Linked DNA regions of Mus musculus: region 1 is linked to region 2. A link is a contact called in public promoter capture Hi-C data. All regions are on one chromosome and are shown on one strand. Each heading gives the region's core, a stretch centred on a gene start, on an enhancer-like site or on the middle of the called end of the contact. The rest is flanking DNA. Distances are from core to core; before and after follow the strand shown.

Region 1 (6,620 bases), core at 4,080-6,579, 170 kb after region 2:
AATTTTCTTTTCCATCGATTTTGAATTTGAAAAATGTGAGTCCCTCAGCTCTTCTTGTTTAAAGGAAAAGAAGTCCACCAGGTCCGGAAGCTCACCATTCCCAGGGCTGAGGGATAGCCTTGCTGTGGCTCTGGGTGTCCAGTGGCTGAGGAAGGCTTCCTTTCCGTTCCCTCCTGCAGGCTTGGTTGAGGTTAGCGCTAACACTCACGCTGTGATCCCTGGCACTGCTGCCTCCCTGCTTCCTACCCTAGATGTTGGTGTTGTAGCAGAAAGCTGGTGTTCCCACTGCAGTGACATCTGTCTGCATGGTGGATTTTTAAGTTGTCTTAAAGGAGGAAGGGCCACGGTAAAGGGTAGACTTGTAATAAATTGGAATTTCAAATAAACATTATGTACTTGTGTTTATAAAGAAGAGACAGCTTTGATGTTTCCTTTTTTCTCTTGGGGCAGTGCTGGGCAGTAAAGCCCTGAGAGCCGGGTATTTCAAGCATGAATAATACGGTGAATTTTATAACACCTGCCTAGAGCATACACCCTACCTACCCCATGAGAGGCCATAGCTTGTTCCAAATGCATCCCTGCTATAAAACAGAGCAGGACCTAGGCACCTGGAGCCTTTGCCAGCATGGCCTGTCTGCCCTCCTAAGGTATGCCCTGATGAGTCCTGACGTCTGTCCTTCGCTGCTCATCTCTGCTTCCTCCTAGTTTCTCTAGAAGCTAACACCAGTCTTGCTTCTATTGCACAGACAGCCAAGTACTGATCCCTTCCTTACCTCCTGACTGGCAAGGGAAAAGAGAAGGTGTACTGGTTGCCATTAAATAAATGCACATCTCAGCACAGCCCCCTCCCTGCCTTTCCCTTTATCTGGCTGCCAAAGTCGTACTACAGGCCCTTGAGCAAGTCGTGTGTACCCACTACCTTCTCACTCAGTGTGGGCCATAAAAGCTTTCTCATGCAAGAGAATCCTTGTATGAGACTCAAGGTTGCTGGCTTTGTGGGTCAGATATAGGATGAATGAATGCTCCATACAAAGCAGAGAATGAGGGTGTTGTCTTTATAAAGAACTTCTTAGGAAAGTCCAAGGTGTGGCTCAGTGGTAGACCGCCTGTCGCTATCACACTTCTGGCCCTGGGTTCCAGCCCCAGCAAAGCAAAAGCAGTGTTCTGTGCACCAAGTATCTATCTAGTCCATATCATAGTTCAGTTACATACACACGTTATTCCCAGAGATAACTACCTGCATTTCCTACCTCTGATTTCAACAGGATAACAAAAAACAAGAAATGAAGGCTGAGGTTTCATAAAACAGTTTTTGAAAAACTTTCTTAGCCAAACGTGGTGAGTGCCTTTAATCACAGTACTCAGATGCAAATATTCTCTGAGTCTGAGGCTATTGAGTTCCAGGACAGCCAGGGCTATATAGAGAGACCCTGTCTCAAAATATAAAAAAAAATAACTTTGAGGGACTTCACTCATAAATGCTGGTTATGTGTAGAATACATCCAGGGCCACTGACCACAATCTTTGCCTGTGGCTAGGACAGTGGGCAGGAGCACATGCTGTGAAAACGGAAGGACCTGAGATGAAACCCCAGCATCCCCAGAAAAGGCTGGGTGTGGATGAGTGAGCCGATGAGGACACCTGCCGTTCTCCCTGGCCCATGTATGCATATATTCACGCAATCATACACACACGCACACACAGGCAACTTCGGCCTGATTGGCATCAACAGTCTAGATACAATTTCAGCTGATACAGACCTCCGGGATGACCACACGTCCCTCACGGGGACAGGGATGGGACATGTCCCAGTAACCTGTGCTTCCCTAGCACACAGGTACACATAGTGTTTCCCCAGCTTCCCACACACTGTCAACTGTCCCAGCACAGCTGTGCACATCCCTGTGGTCCTGCCTTATTCTCGAAGCTGCTGTCAGTGCCCCAAGTTCTGATGTTTGGGGTGGGTGAGAAGGGACACAATAGTCAATGAATTCAACAGCTCCCTACCTCCCAGACTGGTACCAAGACATAGATAGACCTGCCCATCTTTCCCCCTCCATCCCAAAATACAAAGAGAGAGCTTGAGGCTCCAACTACCGAATATTCTGTTTTGTTGTTAGTGAAGGGTTTTATTGTTGATGTTAATGCTGTTTTTGTTTTTTGAAGACAAGGCTTCTAACTTGCTGAGCAAGTCTTTAAAAAATATTTTTACATCAATTTAGTGGGGGTCAGGGATTTGTGGGTGTTGGTTCTCGTACCTAGTGGGTTCAAAGGACTGAACTCAGATTAGACTCCATAGTAAACAACTTTACCTGCTGAGCCATTTGGCCTGCCCACTCTCTTTTTTTATTTTTATTTTTATCCAAAGAGTTTCAGGTAGCCAGGGGATACCTATGTTAAATTCCTGATCTTCCTACTTCTATCTCCCAAATATTTGAATTACAAACATGCTCCACTATGCCTCTTTTAAGCCGTGCTGGAGACAGAACCCAGGGCTTCATGCACGTTAGGCAAGGACACTGCCAACTGAGCTTGGATCCCAGCTCTCAGCAACCTTCATAGATAATGAGGACCATCCTCCAGACTTGGGTGAAAGGATGCCTTAGAAACAGTCTCCCTCCTCCCCTCCCTCCCTCTCTTTCTTTATAAAAAGCATCTTACTACATGTATGTATTTGTATAGTAGGAGTTGTGCCACAGGGCACAGGTAGGGGTAAAAACAGTCTGTGAGTTGGTCCCCAGCCCTATGTGAGTTCCTGCGATTGAAAGCAAGTCCTCAGTTTTAGCGGCAAGCACCTGTCTCCACTGAGCTCTCTTGCCAGCCCGGACCTTATTTGCTAAAGCAAAGTATGGGTGGGTAGGGGCGGGGGAGCTTACCTGTTTCTCTAAACAGGCTAGATGACACTGTTAGGACTAGAAGGAGCCATGTCACAGCCAGGGGTTCCTGGGTATTCATGAGGAGGTTCTTGTTGCACTTCAGAAGCACAGATCTCAGACTTGAGACAGGTGAGAAGAGAAACACACACCACGCACACGCACACACCCACAGCAGTCTAGGACTCCTATAATCCACCGATGCCCCCACAGAGGAACTTCCTCCTGGACAAGGGGTCAGAGGATGAATCTCATGGCCTCCGCCCCCCACCCCCAGCTCTGCTTATGAAGTTTCTCACCCTCCTGTCTTGTCTTCCCTCTTTCCAGCCCAGATAGAACACAGCAGTGCCACACGAGGGTTTATTCCAGTCACAGCTTCCAGAGAAATGCCACAATAAATTACATCATTAAATAACTCTGCACTGGACCCTGCCCCCTTCTGCCCCTTCTTATCCTGGGACCCTCTGTGGACTAGGACCACTCCCTGCATGAGACAGAAGGTCAAGGCCCTGAGCTTTACTGGGTCCCCACCCTAGTCCTCAGCCCCCTGTGTCTCACTTGTCTGACCTTGACAGCTGGGCAGCTGTTAGTCAGCTGTCTCTGAAGGGGGGAGGGGAGGGCAAGGAGGGAGCAACCATAACTCACAGCCTAGCCTATGTTCTAGAGGTGTGTGGGGTTCTCCAGAGAGGGGTCTGTCTTAGTCATGTGCAAGACCACCGTGGGGGCTTTGTAGTGGCAGTGGGTACCCCGGCCATAGCCCCCTGGGGTTCGGCAGGCCTTGGCCCGGGCTCGGCCAGCTGCCATTTTTCGGTAGCACAGGCTCTGCCAAGTCTGAAAAGTCTTGGAACTCCATACCCAGACTCCACTGGTGATGCCCACCACCAAGGACATGAAGATTTTGAGCATGAAGACAGCCACAGTGGGCACCGAGCCCCCTGGCAGCGAGCAGTCTCTCCGGCCTCCAGGCACGGTGGCAGCAGTACATGGTTGCTCTGTGGCCCGAAGCCGCCAGAAGTCCATGTTGAGGCGTTCATAAACGTAGCAGACAATGACGCAGGTGGCCGGCACTGTGTAAAGGATGGAAAAGACTCCGATTTTGACCATCAGCTTCTCCAGCTTCTCCGTATTGGTGCCTCCCGTCTTCATGATTTTGCGGATATGGAAGAGAGCCACAAAACCGGTCAGGAGGAAACTGGTACCCAGTACCAGGTAGCAAGATAGGGGTACCAACACAAAGCCAGTGAGGGCTGCCGGGTCCATGCTGGCTACATAGCAGAGCCCAGTCAGTTCATCGCCAGCCACCTTGCGCAGAGTCAGGACCACGATAGTTTTGAGTGCTGGCAGGCCCCACGCTGCCATGTGGAAGTAGCTGCCGTGAGCCTCGATGGCCTCGTGGCCCCATTTTTTGCCTGCAGCCAGGAACCAGGTTAGAGTCAAAACCACCCACCAAAGTGAGCTGGCCATCCCGAAATAATAGAGCAACAGGAAGACCAGGGTGCAGCCTGTGTTTTCCAGACCCTCCTGGATCACATACAGAGCCCCTGCCTCCTGGTCGCATGCCACACTCTGTGCACCTGCCACCGCTCTGATCAGGAAGGCCAAGGAGTAGACATTGTAGCACATAGAAAGGAAGATAATCGGGCGCTCTGGGTACTGGAACCGGTGAGGCTCCAGCAGGAAGGTGAACACGGTGAAGGCCGTGGAGAAGAAACACAACGCGGACCACACAGCCATCCAAACCAGCGCGAAGTCCTTATCGCGCCGAGACCAGAACACCTCGACGCCTGGCCCGCAGCGCGGAGCGCACGAGCGACTCTTCTCCACGTACTGGAACTTCTCGGGGTTGTCGCAGGTGCCACCGCTGCCGGGACCTGGGGCTGAATCTCCCGGTGGCCTCGCGGGCCGAGGTGCCACAGGGAGCATGCCCAGGCCCTTGTGGGGTTCTGTGGGGCCTGCTGTAGCGTTCTCGGGTGCCTCCATACAGAGTGCGTGCGGGTCGTTGCGCGTGGGGAGCCGGGCACAGTCGAGTGAGTCGGGCCAGCCGAAATTGAATTGCTCCATGATGGGGGCGCAGCGCAGGCGAGCCTGCTCGCACATGGGCCGGCAGGCTGGGATGGGAGTGGAGACCTGGTCGGTGCACATTGGGGCGTAGAGCGAGCAGAGGAAGAAGCGCAGGTGGCTGTGGCAGCCGTACTGCACGAGGGGCGAGAACTCGGCCAGCTGCGCCGCCGCCTCGCCCTGCGACGTGTGGCCCAGTAGGTTGGGCATGCGGGTCAGGTTGTAGCCAATGCCCCGGCACATGGGGATCTCCATCGCTTGGCACGGTGCGGGGCCACGGCCACGCTCCGGATCGAAGCGGCCGATCTCCAGCGCCGCGCCGCCCGTCGCCAGCAGCTGCCACAGCAGCAGCGCCCCGCGGAGCAGCGGTGGCACGGCCATCGCCCCGCGGCGCGGCCGCTCGGGCTCACTCGCACCGCTCCATCCCGCGTCCCGGGATCTGCGCGCCACGTCGCGGCTCCCGCGCCATCTCTCGGCCGCCCACGTGTGTCCCGGAGCGCGTGGCGCCTTCGGAGGAACAACCGCTACCACCGCCGTCGCCGCCGCCGCCGATGCCGCCGCCACTCCAGCCAGAGCCGGCGTGGTCTCCGCCGCCAGCCGCCGCGGCTCGGCACCCCGAGGGCGTGGTCAGTAGGAGGACACGCCCAGGGGCGGGGCAGTCCCTCAGGGCACGCCCCCGTCGCGCTTTAAAGGTGCCGCGCCTCTCTGCCACGCTGGAGGCGTGTGGGCAACGTTGTGGGTCAGCTTTTCTTCTCTTCTGCTCATTTCTTTCCCTTCCTTTGCAGACTCGACAGTCCGCGGGAACGCACCTCCCAATGTACTCCCTCGCATCAAGTGCGCCCTTTTCTTCCCAGGTGGGAGGGGACCATCCCAAGCTCTCCAAGCTCCAGGCTAGGGAGTTGCTTGTTCCCCCTCTCCTCTCTTCTTCCCTTAAGGGTGTTTTTGTTGATCCTGTTGTTTTTGAGACAGGGTCTCATATAACCCAGGCTGGCCTCAAGCTCACCTTGAATTCCTGATCCTCCTGCCTCATAAGGGCTGCCACCACATGAGGTTGTTTTTTGTTTTTTTGTTTTTTTGGTTTTTTTTTTATTAATTTATTATATGTAAGTACACTCACTGTAGCTGTCTTCAGACATTCCTGAAGAAGGCATCAGATCTTATTATGGATGGTTGTGAGCCACCATGTGGTTGCTGGGATTTGAACTCAGGACCTTTGGAAGAGCAGTCAGTGCTCTTACCCGCTGAGCCATCTTGCCAGCCCCCCACATGAGTTTTTTCTGCTGTTCATTCTAGGGATGGAACCCAGGCTAGACAAGCCACGTGCCCAGCCCAAGCTGATTTTGTTTTGTTTTCATTATATTTATCACACACACACACATCCTGCCGTTTGTCTGTCTGTGTGTGCGTGTGTGTGCATGTGTGTGTGTGTGTGTGTGTGTGTGTGTGTGACACGCACGAAACTGCATGCAAGCAAGGACAACTTGGGGAGTCAGTACTCTTCTTCTATCACGGGATACCTGCCCCCTGACTCGGGTCATCATGACTGGGATGGGGTGACTACCTTTATACTGAGCCATCTCTCCGGCTCCTCCACTTGTCTGTTTTGTTGTTGCCTTGCTTTGCTTTAAATTTTTAAATTTTCTTATTAATGTGCTTTGCTTGTCTATCTGTATGTGCACCACGTGTGTG
Region 2 (6,448 bases), core at 2,889-5,388:
TCCACCTTATTTCCACAAAGAGGGCTGTCCCGTACCCTTCAACACACTTAAGGACCTGCTCCCAACCCAGCCCTGAGAAATGGGCCTTACTACTCAGCCGACCCTGCCCTCCAGTGTCTGTAGACGTCCCTAGGACAGCAAACTCTGCCGTCCTGAGCGGAGTCCAGAAAGTTCTGGAAGCAATCACGGAGGGTTTCTCAGAGAAGACCCCAATGAGACTGGTTTCCCTCCCTGTTGACCTGGCCCCAGCCACCTCTACCCCTCACCTCAGCCTCCTGCTCAGCCTCTTCCAGCTCAGCCTGCAGCCAGCCCAGCGCACATTGGGGGCTCCAGCGATGCATGCTCTTCTCTGGGGACCACAGGGGGACAGACAGGGACTCTGACTCTCCCATTGACTGCAGGTGACTCTACAGTTCCCATCTCTGTGGCCTCCAAATCCTCACCTGGCTTTGTTTTCTTTTGAGGCAGGGCCTCACATAGCCTCTAACTTGGACTGTGTAGCCCAGGCTATCCTTGAACTCCTGATCCTCCAGGATCTAGACCTCAAAGTGCTGAGATTGGAGGCATGCGCAGACAAGTTCAGCTTATTTCTGTTTGTTTGCTATACCGTTGTTTCTTTTTCTTTTAAAAAAAAGAATTTAGTTTTAATTATATGGATGTGTCTGTGTATGGGCGTGAGAACTTGAATGCAGATTTCTGAAGAGGCCAGTGGTTGTCAGATCCAGCATGAAGCTGGAGTCTTTGACCTGCCCAGCATGGGTGTTGGAAACCAAACTCCTATCCTTTCCAACAGCTAAGCCATCTCTCCAGCTGCCACAGTCACTGCCATCATCGCCATCATCATCATCATCAGGTCTTACTATGTAGCTCAGGCTAGCTTGCCAAATGTGGTTATTTTTGCCTCAGCCTCCTGAGTGCTGGGATTACAAACATGTACCACCATACCTGGCTCAGTATGTTCAATAACACGGGCACTACTGAGTGTCTGTGGACAGATGGCCTCCTCACTTCCACATTGAGGCTACCACTACCCAACCCATCAGTTAGGTCAGACATGAGGTGGTCCTACATCCTAGAATATAAAATAAAGCACTGGGAGGTTTTGACCACTAGGGAATCCAAGCTTTGAGTTTCTTCCATTTTTTTTTTAATTTTTATTTCATGTATATGTGTGTTTTGCCTGCATATATGTATGCGTACCCATGGACATCAGAGATATTATTGGATTTCATGGAACTGGAATTATAGGCAGTTGTGAGCTGCCATGTATGGAGGTGCTGGGATTCGAACCCAGGTCCTCTGGAGTAGTAGCAAGTGCTTTTAGCTTTTGAGCCATCTCTCCAGCCCCATTTCTTGTTTTCTGTTTGAGGTTGGGTTTTTACTTATTTAAATGTGTGTATTTACATTTTATTTGCATTGGTGTTGTCTGCATGTGTGTCTATGTGCAGGTGTCAGAGCCTGGCATTACAGACAGCTGTGAGCTGTTCTGTGGGTCTGGGGGTTTGAACCCAGGTCCTCTGGAGGCAGTCAGTGCCTTCAAATGCGGAGCCATCTCTCCAGCCTTTTGATGTTAGGTTTTTTTTAAACTGTTTTAAATAACATTTTTACTTTGTGTTCTTGTGTGTATGTGGGTGGGCACACACATACCACTCAAGAGTTGTAGAGGTCAGAGGTCAATTTCTAGGCGCTGGTCTTTTCCCCTTCCACCTTGTAGGTCCTGGGAAGCAAACTCAAGCTTGCCACCTAGTGTCATTACTTAGTGAACCATCCTCAGCCTTGATGAGATTTTGTTGTTGGCTTTTGGTTTGTTTTTCGTTTTTGTTTTTGTTTTTGAGATAGGGTCTTGGGTAGCCCAGGCTGGCCTCAAACTCACTCTAGCCAAGGCTGGCCTTGAACTACTGATCCTCCGGTGTCTGCCTCCCAAGTGGTGGGACTATATGCATATGTCACCATGCCTGGCTTGGGTCTCCTTTCTTCTACTGCCCAGGGTCTCTTCAACACAACCGTTTGTTTTTGTTTTGATGCAGAGTCTCCCCTCAAGACACAGAGCAGTCTGATCAAGACCTCCTACATAACCTAGGGCTGGTCTTGAAGTTTTGTGATCCTCCTGCCTCTGCCTCCCAAATCCTGGGATTACACACAATGGGGGACCCAGCCCAGTTCTCCATGCCTGCTTCCTCCACAGGTCAACACCTCACTCTTCCAGGAGGCCAAAACCAACTCCCTTCACACTTTGTCCAGGAGTAGGTGTGTCCCAGTCCCACCCTTAAGAACTTGGCACGAATTAAGGCCAACCCCGCCCCAAGCAGGTCTCCTGGGCCGCCCCTCACCCAGTCTCTGCAGTTTGTCTGCGCAGTTCTCAGCCACCTCTCGAAGCTCTTGGTACTTGATGGCCAGGGCTGTCCGACCCATCTCCAGGCGGGGCCGCAAGGCCAGGTTCTCCTTGGCCAGCGCGTAGTTAGAGGCCAAGCAGGCATCCCGTTCCAGCTGCAGACCCTGGAACTGCGGTGGACGAGAGCTAAGAGGCCTGGGCTCAGACTGCCCAGGGTCACCTGAAGTCCACCCTTGCACAACACCCACCACAGGCCTGGCCAAAGGCACCCCGGAGCCCCCAACCTGCAAGGGTGACAGGACCAACAGGTGGAGGGACCAGGCTTTGCCTTGCATCTTTTCTTTGGGCCCCAGTTTCTACTACAATTAAAAACAAAACAAAACATAAACAAAACAAAACAAAACAAAAAACCCGCCTAGCTCACCGAGCTGTTGTGAGACTTAAGTGAACCAAACTATGAAGGCCTCTACAAATGTTAGTTAATTTTTAATTTTTCAATTAATATGTCTGCTTAGGTCCCGGAGGGCTCCCCCCTCCCTCCTCTGTCCCATTTTCTCCGCTTGGACAGCTTGCCTCTCATACCAGGCCTTTGTCTCGCTTCCTCCTCAGGTGTTTGTGTGGAAAGCATCCCCACCCCCTGTTCTGACTCTTGGGGGAGTGATGTTTTCACCCCGAACCTTCCCAGCAACCCCCACTCAGGTCACCCTCTCATCTCTTCTACCCCCTTGTTGGCCCTCTAGTGGAACCCCACACGCCCCCGCGAACACAACACACACCCCCTTTGCTTCTGTGGTCCCCTGCCCCTGCTAGCTGCTCACCTAGCAGAAGGCAGCACTGGGGCCCTGAAGACGGCTGTTTGAGCCTGTTTCTAGGAGGGCCAAGCCTAGCTCCCCGCCCCTGGAGAATGCGCTCCCTCCATCTGTCCCCTGATCCATGCACAAGCCCCTCCTCGTCTGGCTCCTTGTAACACACACTTTCTCTTTCTGTACCCCCCTCCCGACAGACAACCAGCCCGGGCCTATGTCTCCCGTGAAATATACAACTTTCTCTTATGGTGGCCTACAGAATACAAGCCTCTGTATTCAAAGACCCATACCCAATGGCAGACACAAAGCCCCCTCCCCATCTAATGCATTACTACCCCCCCCCCATTTTCCCAGCTATCCTCCCCACCCCAGGTGTCAAGCAGGCCTTCAGTTCTCCCCCCCCAAACAAGGCGCCTCCCCTTTCTGGCCCTACAGAACGTGGGTGTGCTGAGCCAGGGCCCCCCACAACACAGCTCACCCTCCACCTCCCGCCCCCCAGAACACACCTCCCCGGAGCATCCTCGGGAGGGCACGCCTCGCGGCCATCCCGGGGTGCACGGGTGCATCCCCGGGCGCCCCCCTTCCGCACCACTCGCCCCAGGCTGGATCGGGGCGCCCCCCATCCCCCGGGGGCGGCTCCGCGGGGCCCACTCGGACGTGCCAGGCTCCCATGATCCCGAGGCCTGGCAGCTCCAGGGGGGTGGCCTCCGCTGGCTGGGTCTCCGGGTCCCCGCAGGCCGCAGCCCGACCTCTCCATCCCCCCACACCCTCCTCCTGCCCGCGCCCCCCGCGTTACCTTCCTGCTGAGCCGCACGATCCGGTCCAGCTTGGGCTCATCTTGAAGCAGATCCCGGAGCTGCCCGGTGCTGAGGATCCCAAAGCGCCCCGGGCTGCCGGGCTCCGGCCCCGCCCGCGCCGCCCGGGCCCGGTACATACCGCCCGCCCGCGCCCCCAGCTCGGCTGCTGGCTCGGCCCGATCGGCCCCGCTCCGCCCCGGCTCCGCTCCGGCTCCGCTCCGGGCTCCGGGCTCCGGCTCCAGCTCCAGCTCCGGCCGCGCGCTGCGCTGGCCGCGTTCTGCCACCAGGGGGCGCCTTGACCGCTCTTAAAGGGGCAGCCGCCGCGGCTGGCCAGACTGGGGGTGGGGCAGATAGGGGGCGGGCCGCACCCGGAGATCTCCCGCCGGGGTGTTCCCGAGCCATAGCAAACCTGTCGCTCAAAGCGGGCTCTCTCCCGAAGTCCATCCTCCCACCTATGTCTCGAAATCCAAATATCCTCTCATCTCGCCCCTTCATCCTGCCACGCTTCACCGCGGACCCTCCCACCCCAGGAGCCTACAGTTTGCAAGGTTCTTTCACATCCCCCTCTTTGGATACCTACAGCTCTCTGAGTTGGGCTGGGCGCCAAAGCCCCTGTCTGGCTGCTAACTTGGTCACGTCATTCATATCCTCTGTGCCTCAGTTTTTTTCATCTGTGAAATGGGGGATTTGAAGCACCATGAACGTTGAGATAGCGAATGCTGAGTGCCTTTGGGGCAGGGCAGGTGAATATGTAACTAACTTCCTGAGTTTCTGTTACTTTAGAGATACCGAGGCGTCACAGAGTGTTAGTGGCGCTTAGCCATAGTCTGTGTGTTTACAATGCCCTATATTCCATCCCCAACACCACCAAGAAAATAAATTAATAAAAGGTAATTTACAAAATAAAACAGATTTTAAAAATCTCAAAAGATGACATCACGTTCCTGAAGTCCTATTACTCTGATTGACAATCCTTGTTCCCCATCTACAAGGAGTCCACAGGCTAAGGCACAATCTCATTTAGTGCAACACAGAATGGCAGAGGCAGACGTGGCATAATCCCAGCACTATGATGACTGAGGCAGGGGGATTATCTAGATTTTGATACCAGTCTGGGCTTTATAGAAAGGCTCTGTCCCAAAAATACAGATGGTAGGAGCAAGAGAGATGTGAAATGTTTGTCATACCACAAGGAGGATCCGAGTTCAAGTCCTAGAACACAGGTAAGAAGCCAGACAAACCGGGCGTGATGGTGCACGCCTTTAATCCCAGCACTCAGGAGGCAGAGGCAGGCAGATTTCTGAGTGCGAGGCCAGCCTGGTCTACAGAGTGAGCTCCAGGACAGCCAGGGCTACACAGAGAAACCCTGTCTGGGAAAAACAAAACAACAACAACCAACCAACCAACAAGCATGGTTGTTCAGGTTCTTACTCACAGTACTGCAGAGGTAGCTGGACTCCCGGGGTTCCATGGTCAGCCAGCCTAGCCTGATCTATGAGGTCCAGGCCCTGTCTAAAACCAAACCAACAAACAAAAGCAGTCACAACAGCTGGGTGTTGACCTTTGTTTCCATGTGCATCTTCCCCCTGCCACGTACACATATATAATGAATGTGTTCCCTGTACACACACACACACACCACACACACACACACACACACACACACTCACTCACTCCCCACTATGAAGGCACATGACTGGTTCCAGCCAATCATAAAGACTTATGTGAAGAGGTGACAACTGAATGGGGTTTCAAAGGCTGAATAGGAGTTCTGGAGAAGATTGTAAGTCAAGGCATAGGGACCAAGAGAGCTCAATAAGGCTGTCTCTAATCCAGCTTTATCCTCCTGCCTTAGCTCCCAAGTGTTAAGATGACATGTGCGCACCACCATATCTGCTCTAACTTAGCCATAACTGAAATCCACTCATATGAAAGGACCCTACCTCTGGAAGCTGTCTCTGCCTCCCAGTGCGGGCTCCTGCCTATCCTTTCCTGTGAGTTTGCCATTCTGTTCTCCCTTGACTGTCATCCATAGTCCATCTCTGAGCGCCCTAGTCTGCTTTTTCCAAGCTGGCTATTTATTTCTGGGAGCATTTTAGGGAACTCCTGTCTGCCTCTCCCTTGGCCCTTCCTACGCTGGGCTACTAACCTTCCTCCTTAGCTGTGAGGGAGATGACAGGGAGGGTCCTGCCTTTCTGTTTATTCCTCCTCCTTCCCCCTCTCAAGTCCTAGAGACAGAAGAGATTGCTCAGCAATTAAGAGCATTTGCTACTCTTGCAGAGGACCAGGGTTTGGGACCCAGAATCCACATGGTGGCTCATAGCTGCCTGTAATTTCAGTTCCATGGGGGATCTAATGCCCTCTCCCAGCTTCCTGTGTCACCATGGCTGTGGGTTGAATTCACTCTGGCTGGAATTCACTCTGTAGACCAGGCTAGCTTGGATCTCACAGAGATCTGCCTGCCTCTGTCTCCTGAGTGCTGGGGCTAAAGGCGTACACCACCATCTCTAGCA

The links. Capture Hi-C pulls out chosen DNA fragments and counts their contacts.
Region 1: a promoter capture Hi-C map of liver shows a contact between it and region 2. The contact joins the promoter of Fzd9 here to the promoter of Vps37d in region 2. A contact is called at or near these places in 7 of 39 promoter capture datasets (the 3T3-L1 cell line, cranial neural crest, embryonic stem cells and 4 more), 1 of 484 Hi-C or Micro-C datasets (nephron progenitors), 5 of 115 datasets of contacts at active chromatin or transcription factors (the 230-238 cell line, bone marrow-derived macrophages, embryonic stem cells and 2 more) and 3 of 9 other capture datasets (adipose tissue, liver and pancreatic islet).

Annotation. Positions count from the first base shown.
Region 1 is chr5:135,245,718-135,252,337 of GRCm38.p6, forward strand. It overlaps Fzd9 (frizzled class receptor 9), which reads right to left and starts at 5,330. Exons shown (of 1, transcript NM_010246.1): 1 at 3,221-5,330. The coding sequence starts at 5,312. The coding sequence ends at 3,534. Baz1b (bromodomain adjacent to zinc finger domain, 1B) reads left to right here. Exons shown (of 19, transcript NM_011714.2): 19 at 1-412.
Region 2 is chr5:135,074,128-135,080,575 of GRCm38.p6, forward strand. Vps37d (vacuolar protein sorting 37D) reads right to left here and starts at 4,139. Exons shown (of 4, transcript NM_001199677.1): 1 at 3,935-4,139; 2 at 2,331-2,502; 3 at 267-349. The coding sequence starts at 4,072.